Regions from separate parts of the Gossypium arboreum genome. Here region 2 is linked to region 1. The links are chromatin contacts, called in public Hi-C maps. All regions are on one chromosome and are shown on one strand. The core of a region is the stretch at or near the end of the contact, and the rest is flanking DNA. Distances in the headings are between cores, read along the strand shown.

Evidence for each region. Hi-C and Micro-C count contacts between places; a contact is called where the count stands out from the background.
Region 2: a contact with region 1 is called in a Hi-C map of leaf, with 4 times the contacts expected there. The contact joins the promoter of LOC108470685 here to the promoter of LOC108473448 in region 1. A contact is called at or near these places in 2 of 5 Hi-C or Micro-C datasets (both in leaf).

Annotation. Positions count from the first base shown.
Region 1 is chr11:91,493,686-91,496,690 of ASM2569848v2, forward strand. It overlaps LOC108473448 (dual specificity protein kinase YAK1 homolog), which reads right to left and starts at 1,505. Exons shown (of 18, transcript XM_053021901.1): 1 at 619-1,505. The coding sequence starts at 813.
Region 2 is chr11:91,722,951-91,725,955 of ASM2569848v2, forward strand. LOC108470685 reads left to right here and starts at 1,473. Exons shown (of 8, transcript XM_053021321.1): 1 at 1,473-1,530; 2 at 2,269-2,289; 3 at 2,534-2,584. The coding sequence starts at 1,473. LOC108474173 (a long non-coding RNA gene) reads right to left here and starts at 1,370. Exons shown (of 3, transcript XR_001869863.2): 1 at 1,220-1,370; 2 at 713-976; 3 at 1-158.

The DNA of each region.
Region 1 (3,005 bases), core at 255-2,754:
AGGCCATTTGACAATAGAACATCCAATAAATAGACGGAGATCCATAGTGCCATTGTCAGGTCAGACTTTGATGATCCAGTCGGCAAATGAAGGACAAATAAGCATTCGCGCTCCATGGAGACTATTTTTCAAAGTCTCTTCTCCCTAGTTTAACTTTTTTACAGACATCATAGATTGGCATGAGTTGAAGTGAATAATGGCTTATCAGGGTAGATAGGACATGGGATCTAAAGTATAAGGTTGCAGTCAATCTGCTAATATTTGTATCAACATATTGCATTCTTCTAACTGGAAGAAATCTGATCACTTACTCGGCTTTAGGATACTGAAATGGTGCATTATACAAATTGAGAAAAGTATAATAATTGAGAGCTTTCTATGATATATTTCATGTAGTGAAACATTAAAGATTAAGTTTACTTGGCTTATATATGCTTCTCTTGTGTCAGACAAACAGAATCACCAATCAAACCAGCTGAACATCTCTTAATCTACACCAATTCAAACTCAAACCAAATCGAAAGCTCCTCAAAAGTTTCTAAACATTTGAACATGCAAAAAACTACCCACAAATCTTTAGAAGTAAATAGGAACAAACAATTAGAAAATATAACTTACAGGCCTCCTGACAAAAACACGCGGCTTTCTACCAGCTTCATTCCTGGGTGAATACGGTCCAAAAACCAGCTGACTCGGCCGCCATCGCACTGCAGACCCTTCATCTGAACCCAATTCAGAGGCCCCCTGAGGCTCTCTTTGATTACTAGGACCAACCTCATCCATAACTATCCCCTTAGAAAAGGAATCCACCATTTCTGACCCCAAAATTTACTATTATCCCCAATAGCTCCATTGAAATTGAAGCCACCCAAAAGTTGAAAAAACTAACAACACCCCGATTTTGATCAGCAATTGGATTGCAATTTTGAAGTCAAGATCGAAACTTCAGTGATTTCTCAAAGAACTCACCAGCTGACTCCAATCCCATTAGTTTTCTTCTTATTTTCTCTTATTAACAGTTGAAACAGAGAAGAATCAGAATATTGGAAGTCCAGGTCGATCCACAGATTATCAATAAATATAAGAAAAATCAAATTTCGATATAAAGAAGAAACAGAAAAAGGATTAACCCCTTCTATAGATTGTAAAATAAACACAATAAAACAAAAACAAAAACCCACCAACAAAAGAAACCAAATCGGATTTTTTTAAAGAAAATAAAAAGACCCAAAACTTAGATTATAAAGAAGAAATGCAAGAAGAAAGATCAATAGATGAAGAAATAGAAAGAGAGAGAAAGAAAAAAAGAAGAGAGTTTTGGGTCTGAGAGGACAAAGACGCCGTGTTTCTTTCTTCCTCCAAATGGGAGCTTTTATTTTCTTTTCGTATTTAGATTTGTTATTTTATGGGATTGTGGCTGTGCCATGGAAATACTGTACAGTGACATTTTCCCATAATTTTCTAAGAAAATTACCTATTTTTTGGTTCAACTTTTCTAAGAAATCGTATATATATTAACAATACGAGGTTAAAAAATTTAGTCGGTTGACATTACACTTCTTTTACCCATATTGAGGCATTTATTTTAAAATTTAACTAAATTAATACCCTCATTTTGTTTATCTTTATTTTATAACTTTATAACTTTATAACTTTTATATATTTTGTTTTAACTTTATTTTATAATTTTTATACAGTTGATTTTAAATAAGTTATTTTGTTACTTTTATATTTTACTTAAGTAAATCATGTTATAATATTAAAATTAATAAATATTACTTTGTTAATTTTAAAATATACATATTAGTAACATTTAAACTTATATTTTCAAATATAATAAAAGTTAATTATATTTGTTTATTAAAGTAAAACAAAGATAATTATAAAATTATAAAAATCTAACATTAAAATAAATTAATTTAAAATATATATAAAATAAACATCAGTAATATTATTTAAATTGTAATATATTAATAATAATATTCAAATGAAGATGAATTTTGTATTACTTTCAGGGTGAGTGTTTAATCGAATCGAGTTAAATTTAGTAAAAAAATTTTGAGTTAATCGAGTTTATGGGTATTATTTTATCATTCTAACTCACTTTGAAATTTTTTAAATCGAGTCGAGTGAAATAAAATTTGACTCAAGTCAAATCAAATAGAGTAAAATTGTTCAAGTTAAATTAAAATAATTAACCATGTCAAATAAAAATATTATTACAGGATAACTAATTCCATAGTAGAGCATATAAATTTAAAACTATATATATTTTAAAAATATTCAAAGCAAAATAATAATAATAAATGAGATATATAAATTTGAATCATTAATTAGGTCCCAAAATTAATATTTTAGAATTTTTAAAAATTTAACTTTTTATATATTTTTAGAAGTTTTATAATTTTGTATAATTTTTTAAAATATTAAATTTGAAACTTTTATGAATATTTTGAATTTTAAAATTATTGAAAATTATTGAAAATTTTTAATTTTTTAAATTTTTGTTGAGGGTAGACCAATTTATTTATTTTAAAATTGAGAGGGACCAAAAGGTATTTACACCAATATGTTATTTGAATTATTAGGATTGTAAAATTTAACTCGACTCGAATTCAAAACTCGAATCGAGTTATTCCATTTAACTCGAATAATTTGAATAATTCGATTTAATTAACTCGAAAATCAAAAAATCGATTTTTCCAATCGAATCGAGTTTTTTCACCCTAATTACTTTAATATTAAATATTTTAAAATTTAAATAACATTAATATAATTTACTTTAATTTAGTTAAATATTTTTAAAATATTTTATAATTACATTATTTTTAATTTATTAATGATTTTAGAAAAACATTAAAACTAAAAACTAAATATAAATAAATATACAAACTAGTTTAAATATATTATTATATTTTGGTAACTTTGGAATAATGAATCTTACCATGGGTAAATATTATAGATAGATTTTCAATTAAAATTTTATTTTAACTTAAATTTCATGA
Region 2 (3,005 bases), core at 223-2,722, 230 kb after region 1:
CTCCTCCTCGCTACTTAGCACAACATTAACATCCCCAATGTTAGTTCTGCGCTTCTTGCGTGTATCCAACATAGAAGCTCGCACGTCCACATATTCGTCGATTTCCCGTGACAAGCTAGTAGACTCCTCCAAACTATCTTCAGTATTGCGAGTTGTGCCTGCACCACCAACAATTCTAAGATCAATAGTAATAGTAAGCAAGTTAGGGTTCACACCACTTCCACATATGGTGAAAGTAGTGAGAACCAAGGGCGATGCCTCATTTTACAGAAGCTATAAAAGTAGTTCTTTGGTTCTTTGTATCCTAACAATATTAGTCCTAGGTCATCTTTGGCTCCATGTGGCCACGTGAACCTCTCAAGTTGCACCCTAACAGCATCAACTACTTCATTATTATCACCCTATTTCCATCCGTTGGGGCTAAATTTTTCCGGATAGTATTGGAATACATTCCCCATGGTCAGGACATCCTTCATATTTCGAACACGCCCCTTACGAAGCCTCTCTAATTATGCCCAACCCCCTTCTATCATAATGTTTCATTAAGTTAAGCACACATCCTTACTCAGCGGGGACCACTCAGTGTGAAAACCGAAGCCATCGACAAGCTTACATTTCACCTGATTATACTTGCTCCGATTCAAACGGAGATTGGAGCACTTATTGAAAATGATAAATTCCACGTCTTTACAAAGGGTGAAATAATATAGACCTGATGACTTCCTTCGATTGTGGGCCTTCAATTGGTATAGACGTTGAAAAACAGCGAGCAGTGGCATCTCATCGCATCGACAACAATCGATAAAGTAGGCCATCACAATCCATCAGGAGAACTCAGATAACTCGTCAAGGGCTATCCCATAATCCTTGAGTAGGTGGCAGAAGAAACAGTATAGATGCAAGTGGAATCAAGCCTCTATTACATGGAGGGGGAGCAGAATACTGTCATCGTTGGTATCGCTCTGTCGATGCGAACCTACAGGAATAAAAAAATCGCATGTGAAATTGGGAATTTTAATTTCTCGTGTAGCTAGGGCACGAAACATTTCCTCACTTTTTGTAGTGCAGGCATAGAAATTAGCCTCAGCAGGAACCTTCGTTGTACGCTGTCACGGTGGATAACTTAGAGTTACCCGACCACTACTACCTCCCCTAGTTTAGGCATGGTCGAAACAGAGGAAAAGAATACCCAAAGAAGAAAAAGTTTACATGGGTTTACCTTTGAAAAAAATGCCTCTCGTCGATCGCAGTTGTTGAGAATTTGTAATCTGTGATTTTTAGGGCTTCTAAAACCCCCCCTTTTAAAGAGTTTCTTGCCTTTGTGCTTTAACGATTCAAATAACCGAAAAGTATGGAATGGTCAGATGCAAGCAGATGTAATCCACTCGTACACGTGGCAAACTAAACGCTATACATTAGTGATCAAAGTGTGTTTAATAAGCCATATAAATTCAAAACATTGGCTATAAGAAATGCCACTTTATAACCCTTGGAGCCAACAGGAGGGATTATATTGTTATGATATTTCTCGTTATCAACTCAGAACTCGAATATAACTTAAACTATCGACTCACGACCTGAAAGAAGGACTAGCAAGCCCAGCTTGCGAGCCCTACATTAGGGGCTCACGAGCCTAACTAGCATGTCGCTAGTTGTTCACAAGTAGAGGTTATGAAGTCAAGCGAGTAGACTAGTGAACACGTGTTAAGTCTAAAATAATATACGTGCCGACATGCATAGAGAGTATCTAGAATGTCACATTCAATGAGTAGTAATCATATTTTATAAATATCCAATTCTCCTAACCTTGAAGGCAACCAAATTATCAAAAAACTTGTGACATTTTTTTTTCTTGCATTTCAATTATTTTTGCGGAAATAAATACATAATCGTTACTCTTATGATTTCGAATCCACAATATAACATTATAATAACCCAATCTTTGCACTCATTATTTCAAGTTCACATTTAACTTACGATTTCAATTTATTAATTTATTTGTCCTAATACATCTGTATATTTCTTTTACCTTAACAGTGAGGGTAATTAATGAAAATGTAAATTGCTTCTTTTTTTTTGAAATTTCGTTGAGAATTTAGGGATTTTTTATGCTCTAAGAAGTATTTAAATACTTTTTAGGGTTAATCACTTAACAGAATCCTTTATTTTGTTCTTTTGTAATCGACTATTAATAATATGATTTTTTTGGGTTTTTTTACAGTGGCTGGATTTGGCAAAAAAAGGGACCTAACTCATCTGAGAAGTAAGAGATCTACGTAGGTGAAGAAGGCAAGAAGCCTTGTTGAAAGCTTTGATGGATTTTAAGTCTTTGATTTCTTTTGATAATGTTTTTATTATACATTACTGGTTTCAAGGATTGGATTGAACTACCATTTTGTTTGCTAGATATTATGTGATATGTTATCGATTATCTTTAACGTTCTCTCTGTTAAGCAAAATGAATGAATCATCCGAGTCTCTGAAATCGAGTCTTAGAGCTTCATATATTAATTTTGTGATATAATAATGGCAGCTATTGCTTCAATTCGACAAATTAGCGGGCAATTACATTCTTTGTCAAAAGGTTTGCTCCATTTTCTCCTTTTTTAAAATTTTCTTTTTCAAGGTTTAATTTAGTTTACTGCATGCTCAAAAATGTATCAATTGAAGGAAAAGGAATATTTTGATTCTTAACCAATTTTCTTTTGACCTTGAATCTTGCTTATGTTGATCACTTTTCTTTTTCAGTTTTTTGTTTTTGATGATTTTGTGATTTTTTTATAGTTAGTGTTAGAGAACTTGAATGCTAAGCTTTACATGAAGTTTTCTTTCATTTGCTGCAATTAAGAGACAGAAGAAAAGAATTTTGAAATTCTAAGTAATTTTACATTCTTTAGTAACATTCAAGAGATATAAATTCTAGGTTTGAAAGATTGACTATAGAGACACCTTGTGAGCCAGTACGCTTGCGAATCCAACAATTCGTGAGCACAAGACCTTGTGAA